Linked DNA regions of Sus scrofa: regions 2, 3 and 4 are each linked to region 1. A link is a contact called in public HiChIP or PLAC-seq and promoter capture Hi-C data. All regions are on one chromosome and are shown on one strand. The core of a region is the stretch at or near the end of the contact, and the rest is flanking DNA. Distances in the headings are between cores, read along the strand shown. Region 1 holds the start of USP4 (ubiquitin specific peptidase 4). Region 2 holds the start of NICN1 (nicolin-1). Region 3 holds the start of DAG1 (dystroglycan). Region 4 holds the start of RHOA (ras homolog family member A).

What was found. Promoter capture Hi-C pulls out the DNA fragments that hold promoters and counts their contacts. HiChIP or PLAC-seq counts read pairs in DNA pulled down with a chosen protein or histone mark.
Region 2: a promoter capture Hi-C map of liver shows a contact between it and region 1, with 10 times the contacts expected there. The contact joins the promoter of NICN1 here to the promoter of USP4 in region 1. A contact is called at or near these places in 3 of 5 promoter capture datasets (fetal liver and liver), 31 of 47 Hi-C or Micro-C datasets (adipose tissue, alveolar macrophages, blood and 13 more) and 2 of 2 datasets of contacts at active chromatin or transcription factors (alveolar macrophages and skeletal muscle).
Region 3: an H3K27ac HiChIP or PLAC-seq map of alveolar macrophages shows a contact between it and region 1. The contact joins the promoter of DAG1 here to the promoter of USP4 in region 1. A contact is called at or near these places in 2 of 5 promoter capture datasets (fetal liver and liver), 26 of 47 Hi-C or Micro-C datasets (adipose tissue, alveolar macrophages, blood and 12 more) and 2 of 2 datasets of contacts at active chromatin or transcription factors (alveolar macrophages and skeletal muscle).
Region 4: an H3K27ac HiChIP or PLAC-seq map of alveolar macrophages shows a contact between it and region 1. The contact joins the promoter of RHOA here to the promoter of USP4 in region 1. A contact is called at or near these places in 2 of 5 promoter capture datasets (fetal liver and liver), 12 of 47 Hi-C or Micro-C datasets (adipose tissue, alveolar macrophages, blood and 7 more) and 2 of 2 datasets of contacts at active chromatin or transcription factors (alveolar macrophages and skeletal muscle).

What each region holds. Positions count from the first base shown.
Region 1 is chr13:31,903,014-31,905,713 of Sscrofa11.1, reverse strand. It overlaps USP4 (ubiquitin specific peptidase 4), which reads left to right and starts at 1,337. Exons shown (of 22, transcript NM_001243188.1): 1 at 1,337-1,595. The coding sequence starts at 1,495.
Region 2 is chr13:32,005,973-32,008,672 of Sscrofa11.1, reverse strand. NICN1 (nicolin-1) reads left to right here and starts at 1,407. Exons shown (of 6, transcript XM_021068737.1): 1 at 1,407-1,669. The coding sequence starts at 1,538.
Region 3 is chr13:32,026,458-32,029,292 of Sscrofa11.1, reverse strand. DAG1 (dystroglycan) reads right to left here and starts at 1,274. Exons shown (of 3, transcript XM_021068744.1): 1 at 228-1,274.
Region 4 is chr13:31,989,700-31,992,526 of Sscrofa11.1, reverse strand. RHOA (ras homolog family member A) reads left to right here and starts at 1,320. Exons shown (of 6, transcript NM_001244437.1): 1 at 1,320-1,514. It overlaps TCTA (T-cell leukemia translocation-altered gene protein), which reads right to left and starts at 1,119. Exons shown (of 3, transcript XM_021068739.1): 1 at 692-1,119; 2 at 290-344. The coding sequence starts at 914.

The DNA of each region.
Region 1 (2,700 bases), core at 88-2,587:
TGTTCAAATGACTTACCACACCTTCACCAGGCCACCTCTATCTCTTCTACCCCTAAAAATGAACACAGTTCATCTGTTTCTCCTCTCCTCCCTCACAGCCATCTTTCCCAAGGTTCCTAGTAGCACTGTGGGTATAAAGCACCCTCAACCATTTCTCTATGCTCTGAAACTTCCCACAATATCTGTGGGCTGTTTAAGGCAAGACATGTGGCCCCTCTGGCCTCCCTTTGAGCTTCAGATCCCAAGCCCTTTCAGTAATCTGTGCCCAGCTCAATTGGACTAATCCTCATTCTTTGATTCCGTCCACCCTGCTAGTTCCAGAAATTTTCTTTGACCCTTCTAGTTATTCCTCCTTTAACATGCACTATCATTTCTATGCTTTCAAGATCACGCTCAAATGCTACTCAAGTCAAAGGCGCCCTTTCACAGTTCAGGGTCTAATCTTTGGTTCTACCTGTTAGTGGCATTTACCCCACACTGCTTGGCTCTGGGGTCATTTGTGGAAGAGTTATTCTCCTCCTATAGATCAAATAAGGGCAGGTACTGGGCCTTGTATATCTTATTTTCTCTGCTAGATTCACATAGGCTAGCTGTCTGGCCTCCACCTTGCTCTGGGTTTACTTCCTCCTCCAGGAAGAGGGCTGTGATTTTTGTTTGCAGGGTTGAGTGGGAAACATATGGTGTTCAAACACTATCTTGTTGCAACAACAAACAGAGCAGCAACCCGGCATCTGATGTGGAGAACAGACTTTTACCTCTCCTTCCCCCATTGCTATTGCCCCTCTGCGGCTGCTTGACTCCCCGACAAAGCAAGTAGCTACCTCAGGGGCCTGTGTAACTGCCTGGGCTAGGTTATACTGGCGTCCAGCTTGCTAACGACTAGGCCACACCGTCGAGACTCGGTCCCAAGGCGCTGGTGCACCTAACACCCTCTAAAATCCCTGTAGTGCCTCTGGGAATGGAGATCCATTCCAAGTTTGGGCAGCTAAGGACTAACGTAAGGTCTCTGCTGAAAGCCGAAAGGCTGGAGTGAAAAGAAGACCTAGTTCTAGGCCTCCTTGCACCCGAGCTGCCTTTATTAAGACCAGGATAACCCTGCAAATCCAGAAGAGGTGCCCAGGGTGTCATGGGGTCTGCGGACCGACTCCTAAAGATCGCCGAGCTGAAAGGAGAAGTGGTGCAGGACCGCCGCCCCGTGGCTTGGCCTTCAGGGCGGAAGAAGCGGCAGCTCCTACCCACCCCCGCCCCGCGCCCACTTCCTCTTCCGGCCGCTCCCCCAACCCCCGCCCACTCCGCCGCGCACGGGTGGGACAGGGTTGGCGCGTTGGAAGGGTGGGGGAAAGGCAGAAGAGGGCAAGCGTACAAGCCGCGGCGCGAGAAGGTCCTTGGGTGCGCGCACGTGCGTGCGTGCGTGCGTGAGTGCGTGTTCGCGACCCACGGCACGCTGTGCGCGAGGCGGATGTCCGGGCCGGCTGGACCGGGGCCGCTGACGAGATGGCGGAAGGCGGAGGCTGCCGTGAACGACCGGATGCAGAGACCCAGAAATCCGAGCTCGGGGCCTTAATGAGGACCACGCTGCAACGAGGGGCGCAGTGGTGAGCGCCGAACCCGCGTTTCCGCCGCGCAGGGCCAGAGGGCGGGGCTTGGGCGCTCAGGCCCATCCCCTCTTTTCCTGTTTGGGCCGGGACCCTCTTTTCCGGCCGGGCAGGGGCGATGTTAGTGACCCCGGAGTTTGACTTGACCCCCCGCCACAGAAGAGAGGGAGCCCTAGATCCTCTCTGGGAAAGCGTGGGTGGAGCAGAAGGTTGTCCCGGCCCTTTCAGAGCTCAGGGGGCGGATCCGGCGGGGTCTAGGGCTGCAGAATGGAAAGAAGGGGAATGCTCACAGGGACCCTCAGGTTGAGCAGACCCTTTAGATTTGAGGATTCGCTCTGTGACTTTGGGCAAAGGCGTCCACATCTCACAGACCCTGGTTCCTTACTGTTAAAACCAGAGTAGCGACATTTGGCGCCCCCCGCAGTCAGTTGGTTGAGGCGTAGATCAGAAGTAGATACTTTGTAACTTGTAAACTGCGGAACAGACATCAAGGTCGGAAGCTGAACAAATGTCTGAGAGTCTCATTATTTTGGTAGCAAATGTCAAAGATAATTGTAGCAGCCGCATTTCGGAGTGAGAGAGAGGGGTAACCTAGAGCCTAGCTAAAAAGATTAAAAGTCCAAGATTTAGAAGAGCAGGTCTCAGTCAGAAGTTTCTTAATAAATTTTCTAGGAGAAGGAATAGTACTTACACTATTGTATTGTGTGGGAGCTGAAAGCTGGGGCTTGGCTTTGCACTGAATGTGACTGAGCATCCCTCTTTAAGAAACTATGGTTGTCTTCCAAGAAACTTAGTGTGACAGAGGACTTGAGCAGGGAAGAGAAACAGTGGGATTAGGAGGAATTCAGGTGTGTCTTGTGCTAGCCAATCTGTGAAAGGCAGGGCGGGCAAAAAGTACTTGTGGATGATATATCCTGATCAGAAGTGGCATATGAAGAATACTCAACAGAAGCAGAGGAAGTTTCAGATAGACTAAAATCAGTAAAAGTGTTTGGAGGATGTTCAAGAGGTTTGGAGAGAAAAGAGCGTTTAGATATTTGAATATATTTATGGATCCTTGTGGCCTTTAGGAGAAGCTACCTGATCTCCTCTGAGGTTTGTTGGT
Region 2 (2,700 bases), core at 158-2,657, 100 kb before region 1:
GGATCGAACCCACAACCTCATGATTCCTAGTCGGATTTGTTTCTGCTGTGCCACGACAGGAACTCCTATCGTTCACTGGTTTTACATATATTCATAGTGCTGTGTAATCAACACTTATTTCCAGAATTTTTTTATCCATCCTAAACTGAAACTCTGTACCTATTAAACGATAACCATTTCCCCTGCCCATAGCCCCTGGCAACCTCTATTCTACTTACTGTATGAATTTGACTAGTCTAGGTACCTAACATAAGTGGTATCATACAGTATTTGTACTTCTATGTCTGTTTTTTCACTGAGCATAATATTTTCAATGTTCATGCATGTTGATGCATACATCAGAATTGCATTCCTTTTTAAGGCTGAATAATTCCATCTTATATAATTACATTTTGTTTACTCATTCATCTGTTGATAGACACATGGCTTTGTTCATTTCTTTTTATTGTTGAGTAGTGTTCCATTGTGTGGACATACCACAATTAGCTAATCTGTTGGACATTTGGATTATTTCCAACTTCTGGCTATTGTGAATAAAGCCCTTGGATGGACATGTGCTTTCATTTCTCTTGGGTAAACACTAATGAGTGCAAAGGCTGCATCATATTATAGGTATAAATTTAGTTCTTAAAGAATGGCTAAACTGGGAGTTCCCATCGTGGCTCAGTGGTTAACGAATCCGACTAGGAACCATGAGGTTGCTGGTTCGGTCCCTGGCCTTGCTCAGTGGGTTAAGGATTCGGTGTTGCCGCGAACTGTGGTGTAGGTCGCAGACGCGGCTGGGATCCCACGTTGCTGTGGCTCTGGTGTAGGTCGGTGGCCACAGCTCCGACTGGACCCCTAGCCTGGAAACCTCCATATGCCGCGGGAGCGGCCCAAGAAATGGCACAAAAACCAACAAACAAAAAAAGAATGGCTAAACCGCTTTTCGAAGTACCAGTTAATTATCAGTGGATTCCACATTCTTGTTCCACATTCTTGTCAGTCTTTAATTTTAGCCTGCTTACTGGCGTTTAGTGGGTGTGTGTGAGGTCTCTAATTTATGTTTCCCTCGTGAATAATCATGTTAAACATATTTTCACGGGCATACTGGCTATTTATCTATCTTCTGTAAATTATCCCTTCAAATCCTTTGCCTATTAAAAAAAAAGGGTTAATATCTATATTTGCAACTAAAGTCGCCTAGGACCTATACTCATTCATGCTCATGGCTTACGAGTTCTGAAAGACGTCCGCCTTGCATAGAAGTACTTGCGGTGGACAGAGGGCCCAGCCCGATATTGCATCCAGGCTAGCTAAGCCATTTCTGAGCAATGGCTGCGGCGCGTCTCCAAGGCTCTCTCGGTGATTGGCTGAAGGAGCACTTCCGCAGGCACTTCCGACTCCCGGCCCGCCCCGAGCATCGGTCATTGGCTGGGCTGGCCCAGCACGATTCCTCTCGGGAGTTGTAGTTCTTGGGGCTCGGCTGGGACGCAGGGAAGGACCATTGGTCCAAAGCCAGGAGCGGCAGTTGTGTTTGGTCCTGGTCGTTGGCACCATGTCCCGCGTGTCCGTGCCCTGCCATGTGAAAGGCACTGTGGCCCTGCAGGTGGGGGACGTGCGGACCTCCCAAGGCCGGCCTGGCGTGCTGGTCATCGATGTCACCTTCCCCAGCGTCGCGCCCTTCGAGGTGAGCAAGCCCTGTGGGCGCGACCCGGGCTCCTGGGCGGGGCCTATCTGGGGAACTCGGGCGTGTCCCAGGCATCTAATCTTTTACTGAAAGCCTCTCCAGAGCCCTCGCCCTAAAGAATCAGTTAACTATTTGTTTATCTCTTCAGTTAACAAGTATTTACTGTAACACAGCTTCCTCTTCTGTTCTCTTCAACATCTCTTCCCAGTGTCCAGAACAGCCCTGGCACAGAAGTGGCAACGTAGTAGGCTAAGGGAGTTCTCTTGAGGTGCAGCGGGTTAAGGATCTGGCGGTTGTCGCTGCTGACTCTATTTGCTCCCTGGCCCAGAAACTTAGGCATACCTAGGGAGTATGCAAAAACAAACAAACAACAAACCCACAAAAATGCCTCCTGCCCAGACCTACAGTCCCTGCTGGAGGTCAGGATCAACTCATCCCTCATTGGGATTTTCCCAGTGGCTCCAGTTACCAGTCTCCAGTTGCTCTTCTACTTTTGCTGGCAGAGTGACTGGACAATGCAGAAATCAAGAGGACAAAGCCCACTTTCTAATGGCCTAACATTCAGGGCCACTCTGTGTCTGTGCCCTATTTGCTTCTCCACATGTGCACTTTGACTTATAGTATATGGTTCTTCCCCAAGCTGTTCCTTACTCTAAGCTGAGAGATTTTATTAAAGGGCCCAACTCTGGAAATCCTGATTCATTTGGTCTGGAGTGGAGCCTGTATAGCTATATATTTTTTTAATTTTCAAAAAAAATTTTTTCCTTGGTTAATTCTGATGAGTATCCAGTGATGAGAACTGCTGTAGCTAGGCCGAACCACTGTCCCAGGTGCCAGGATCTGTCACCACTTGGTGCTTCTTTGTATATGCTATGTTTACATTTTCTCCTTTTCCTGGTCCATTTGATGAACTCATCTGTACATTTTCTACCTCCTCTAGAGTTAGGGCTTTGACCTCTGGCAGCATTTTGGACATGTGGCAAGATCTGAGGTCATGGTTTGTTTGCATGATGTGCTCATTTGGACTATGA
Region 3 (2,835 bases), core at 25-2,524, 120 kb before region 1:
AGGCTCCGCCCCCGCCCGCGCCAGCGTCGCTCTGCCTATTGGCCCGCCACGCCCCCACCCGAAAAGACACGCCCCATCCTGGAAATCCCGCCCCGCGGCGAGCCAAGTCCGCCCCTAGAACACGCCCCAAGCTGTCCGCGTCTCGGGGAGCTCTCAGACCTGGGAGCGGGGGAGGGGCGCCGCGCCCAACCTCAGGCATTTGAGCCGCTGAGAATCATCCAACCTACCCGGGTGGTCAGGCTTAATGACTGGCCCTGCCGCAACTAGCCATCCATAGACTGCCTTTGGCCCTGCTGATTTCTCTCTAACGCAGATCAGGTACTTCTAAGCCAAGAAAACACTCAGGAAGCGTCCTCTAAATTGCAAACGATGATGGCCCGGTTGCCCGCCTCCTATACTAATGAGGAAACTGAGGCGAGGACCGGAAGGGCAGGGAGCCGCGCCCCTCTCCGGGTGCCCCCAGCAGGCGGGGGCGTCCAGGAAGTGGCTCGGGCCTGACCCTCGTCCCCTCCTCCTGCCCTCAACACCCGGAATCCGATGCTCCTCAGGCGCCAGAAATAGCTCTGACCCGCTGGCTCTGGTCACTCACTCAAGGCCCGCATTCTTTCAGGGGGTGGGGGGAAGAAAGGCGGGTAGTTACTGCTGAGGTCTGTCTCCCTTAAAGGGGAGGCTCCTACAGACGCTCTCACTGTCCCTAGGGCTTACCTAGCCACCCCCCCACACCTCAAAGGCCTCAGATGCTTCAGTTACTAGACCTGAACAATTACTCAACGGGTCGGGGTATGGGACCTGTGGTGGACTCTGTTCCCTGTGCAGAATGTGTCCATCCCTTCCTGGGCCTGTGGCCAGGCTGGAATTCCAGGCCCGCACTCTTGTCAGCTATTACATTCTGAACACAGAATTGGCTACTGCCTGCCAGAGGTTGCTCATGGGATCCTGGTGGAACTGGGTTTCCCCTGCTTTCTTCCTCTCCTTAGGAAAGACTGGGAGAAGCAGACTCCAGAGAGAGAAAAAATGAATGCCCCGGAAGTTCCCCTTTAGGCTCAGCAGAAACGAATCCAACTAGTGAATCCAACTAGTATCCGTGAGGATGCAGGTTCTATCAGTGAGTGTGCTATCCTGCTTTACTGTGAGCCATGTTATAGTCACGGACAAGGCTCAGATCCGGTATTGCTGTGGCTGTGGCGTAGACTGACAGCTGTAGCTCTGATTTGACCCCTAGCCTAGGAACTTCCATATGCCACCAGTGCGGCCCTAAAAAGCAAAAAAAAAAAAAAAAGAATGACCCATCTCCCAAATGCACATACCTGTTTGCGATTCTTTTACTTTTCTTATTAGGGCCACAACTGCAGCATATGGAAGGGTTTGAATCAGAGCTGCAGCTGCCAGACTACCCCACAGCCACAGCAACACCTGATCCAGTCTCATCTGCAACCTCCACAGCAGCTTGTGGCAACACCAGATCCTTAACCCACTGAATGAGGCCAGGGATCAAACCTGCATCCTCATAGATTCTAGTCAGGTTCATAACCCTTGAGCCACAATGGGAACTCCCTGTGATATTTTTTTTTAGGCCTCACCCTAGCATATGGAAGTTCCCAAGCTAGGGGTGGAATCAGAGCTGCAGCTACTGGCCTACACCATACCCACAGCAATGTGGGATCCAAGCCTCATCTGTGGCCTATACCATGGCTCATGGCAACACTGGATCCCCAACCCACTGAGCAAGACCAGGGATCGAACCTGCATCTTCATGGATACTAGTCAGATTCATTTCCACTGCACCATGATAGGAACTCCTTCCCTTTGATTCTTTAAACTTAAATTCATGGGCTCCAAACTTCATACAGACCAGAAAAAGAAGTAAAGACTAAGGAAAATCCACAAAAAAAAAAAAAAAAAAAAAAAGGGGAGTTCCCGTCGTGGCGCAGTGGTTAACGAATCCGACTAGGAACCATGAGGTTGCGGGTTCGATCCCTGGCCTTGCTCAGTGGGCTAACGATCCAGTGTTGCCATGAGCTGTGGTGTAGGTCGAAGACACGGCTCGGATCCCGCGTTGCTGTGGCTCTGGCGTAGGCTGGCGGCTACAGCTCCAATTCGACCCCTAGCCTGGGAACCTCCATATGTCGTGGGAGCGGCCCAAGAAATGGCAAAAAGACAAAAAAAAAAAAAAAAAAGACTAAGGAAAATCCCCAAATCATTCTTTAGATATTAAAACTTTAAAAAATCCAGCTCTGGGAGTTCCCGTCGTGGTGCAGTGGTTAACGAATCCGACTAGGAACCATGAGGTTGCGGGTTCGGTCCCTGCCCTTGCTCAGTGGGTTAACGATCCGGCGTTGCCGTGAGCTGTGGTGTAGGTTGCAGACGCGGCTCGGATCCCGCGTTGCTGTGGCTCTGGCGTAGGCCGGTGGCTACAGCTCCGATTCAACCCCTAGCCTGGGAATCTCCATATGCCGAGGGAGCAGCCCAAGAAATAGCAACAACAACAACAACAACAAAAAGACAAAAGACAAAAAAAAAAAAAAAAAAAAAATCCAGCTCTGAAATTTAGCTTCTTTGAAAAGGCTAAAAATGCAGAAAATTATGAGTTTCTAAACAAAATACATTCTTTCATTCACTCCTTCAACTTACAGCGTGTCCTCCCCTCCCCCAAACATACACCAGACACTGCTTTGCAGCCCTAAATTCTGCTGGGGATTTTAGTGTCTGACTGTACAATTATATGTAAATGTTCTTCCAAAACAAAAGACAGCAGTGAGCACAGACCTCATCCTTCTTACCATCTACACAGAAGCTACTGCTCTTTAGTCCTCATTGACCATCCATGGATGCTAG
Region 4 (2,827 bases), core at 71-2,570, 87 kb before region 1:
TCCAAATTAGGGGCTTATGGTGGACTGGAATCCAACAGGCTTGCCCCTTCATCTCTGAAATTGTGACAATAATGTCACCTGCCCCACAGGTTACTGAACAACATAATGATGGGTTGTTTAGACATCAGTGTCACTTACAGCTTGAGCTCTAGTTAGAGACCTTGGAGTTTACTGCAAAGGCCACTAAGCTGGTGGACTCCTACCCTGAGAACTCCCCTCCCCTATCCTCAGCTCAGGAGTGGCCTCTATGTGCCAAGCATGGGGTTAAAGTGGGAAGAGATTTACTCACCAGGACGAGAAATGCGTGGAGCCATCAGGTGTGGATCCGTTCTGGCTGCCCAGACCTGGGGGCAGGAACACATCCAGAGCTGCAACAGGCTGGGGGTGGGTATCTGAGCAGGCATCAGCCCAGGTCAGGTTAGAGGCCAGTGGTATTTGTTGGAGAGTGTGGTGGAGGCCCTAAAGAACTTGTGGTATTGTCTGATGAGAGTGCAAGGGAAATTATATATCATGGGTGGACTGGTGGGGTTACTGGCATGAAATGCTATGTTGACATGGGTCAGGATACAGCGTTGTCATTAGGTTCTCAGGGCACCAGTGGTAATCTGGGGGGGAGGGTTCGGGGAACCCGAAGGTACAGTCAGTGCGGGAAGAGGGTGGCCGGTCCACGGAAGTTGGTGGGGAGCCTCACCTGGGCGGTGATACAGCCCGGTCACCGTACTCCCGTAGAACCCCCACGCCAGCTGGATGCTCAGGAGACTTAACACCAACCAAAGCAGCAGCAACTTGAAGAGGGTCACGCGCATGTCCTGAGCCTCCCACTCCCGCAGGAACTCGCTGCCGAGGGCGCCCAGCGCGCCCAGCACCGTGGCCGGCAGAACCTGCAAGGACTGCCCCGACCAAGGCTCCGCCATGACTGGCCGGTGGCGGACCCAGGGGACTGTCACCGTAGTCCCCACTGCGCAAGCGTCCGGTCTTCCGGAGCCAGACTCAATAATGCGCACGCGTAAACCGAGGCATGGAGCGCCTACCTCGCCTGCGCGCAGAGTTGGCAGTTGGGGCGGAGCAGTAAAACCGCGCACGCGCACCAAGCCCCACCCTGCTTAAAGGATGAGTGACTCGAGGAGTATAAAATAGCAACCAGCTCTTTTATAGCCCCAGAGTTCCCGTGATGCACCACGCGGCTGCAATGATTGGTTAAGCGTCTTGCTTTTAGGGTGTGGACGCGCTCCTGAGCAATCGTGGCTGAGCCCTGAGTGCGCGCGCGTGCGCGGGGCCGCGACCGGGGCCGGCTCGAGCCCGCTGGGCACTCGGGGGCGCGCACGTCGCTCCCCGCCCTCCCGCCGCCGTCGCCGCCCGCTCTTGCTCTCTCGCGCTCCCCGCCCGTCGCTCTCCGTCGGTTCTCTCGTTAGTCCACCGCCACCTCCACAGCCACCCGCCGTAGTCTTCGAGCTCGCGACTCGCGGACAGGCGTTCTCGGCGCGGAGAAGCCGGCCTTGGAGTCGTCGCCTTAGGTGAGCGAGAGGGTTCCCTCCTGGCGTCCCGGGCCCGCCCGCCCGGCACTCTTCCGGCCGCCCGCCAGCCGCCGCCCCGCCGCGGCCGCGCCCCACCTGCTGCTCTCGGCCGGGAGCCCCAGGACCCTGTCCCCTGACCCTAACTCGGGGCCCAGTAGCCGGGCTCCTCTTCCCAAAGCGGCGGCCCCGCCCGCGCGGTCCCCGGAAGCGCGCCCCGCGGCCTCCCGCGCCCCTTCCCCCGCCCGGCCAGGCCTGGTGGAGCCCTAGCCGCCTGCCCGCCCCGCGGTCCCGGGCGCTTCCTCTCTTAGGGCTGCGCGGGGCAGGGCGGGGGTTGTGAGACTGGCCCCACGACCCGGGGGGCAGCCGGCCGCTGGGAAGCGTGCTTGGCTATCGGAGTTGAAATGGGAAAGAAACTCTTTACAACTCCATTTTGGCTTTTACATTTAGTATGAAACATGAATCACCGTTTTATACTTGGTGAAGTCCAGTTACGTTTTGGGTATTTTCCTTTTTAATGCAGTATTCTTTGAGATTGTGTTAAGTAAAACAGTGTTGAAATCCTAGGGGTTAGGATTCTTCGATATTGGAAGAAGGGAATTTTCCAATTGAAGGGGATATTTTTCCTGATTAAACTATGTAGCATAAAAATATAGTATTAATTTGCAATTTTTCTTAGTCTGAGTTATTACCTTGATTAGGAATCACCTAAACATCTGTCCAGTTGGATCCAGTTACATGTTCATTAAATAGCACTATTTGCACTCGATTTGTTCAAAACCATGATTAGTAGTTAATGATGGAAAATTGGCATCCTTTTTACTTAAAGTTGGTTTCCCTTGTGTTTCATAATGGTCCTGATAAAAAGTTTTTACCTCTGTTGGTAACTTGTTTGGTTCTCTTTGTATTTAAGACAGTCTTTTGAAGTAAATGTCCCTTGCAGGTGTGTAATCAGATTATATTCCTGCCAGACCTGAAGGGGAAAAATACTTTAAAAAATTCTTTTAAATGTTGTATGTGGTGAGAATTTGTCAGCCACCTTGTGTCACACATCCAGATGTGTAATGCATTTGTACCATTGCATGATTGTCACTTTAGACATGACTAAATTGGGAGAGATGTTGTTTTGAGCATTTGGCACAAGTGACATTGTTTGGGGTGAAGATAAAAGATTAGCTTTTAATTATAAAGGGTAACTTAGTGAAGGATCTCTTTTGATAAATTGTCTTGAGTAGTTCCATCTAATTTTTGTAGAGCACTGGTGGCCCTTGGGAACATAAAATATCAGATGGAACTTGATTTTAGTAAAGATTAAT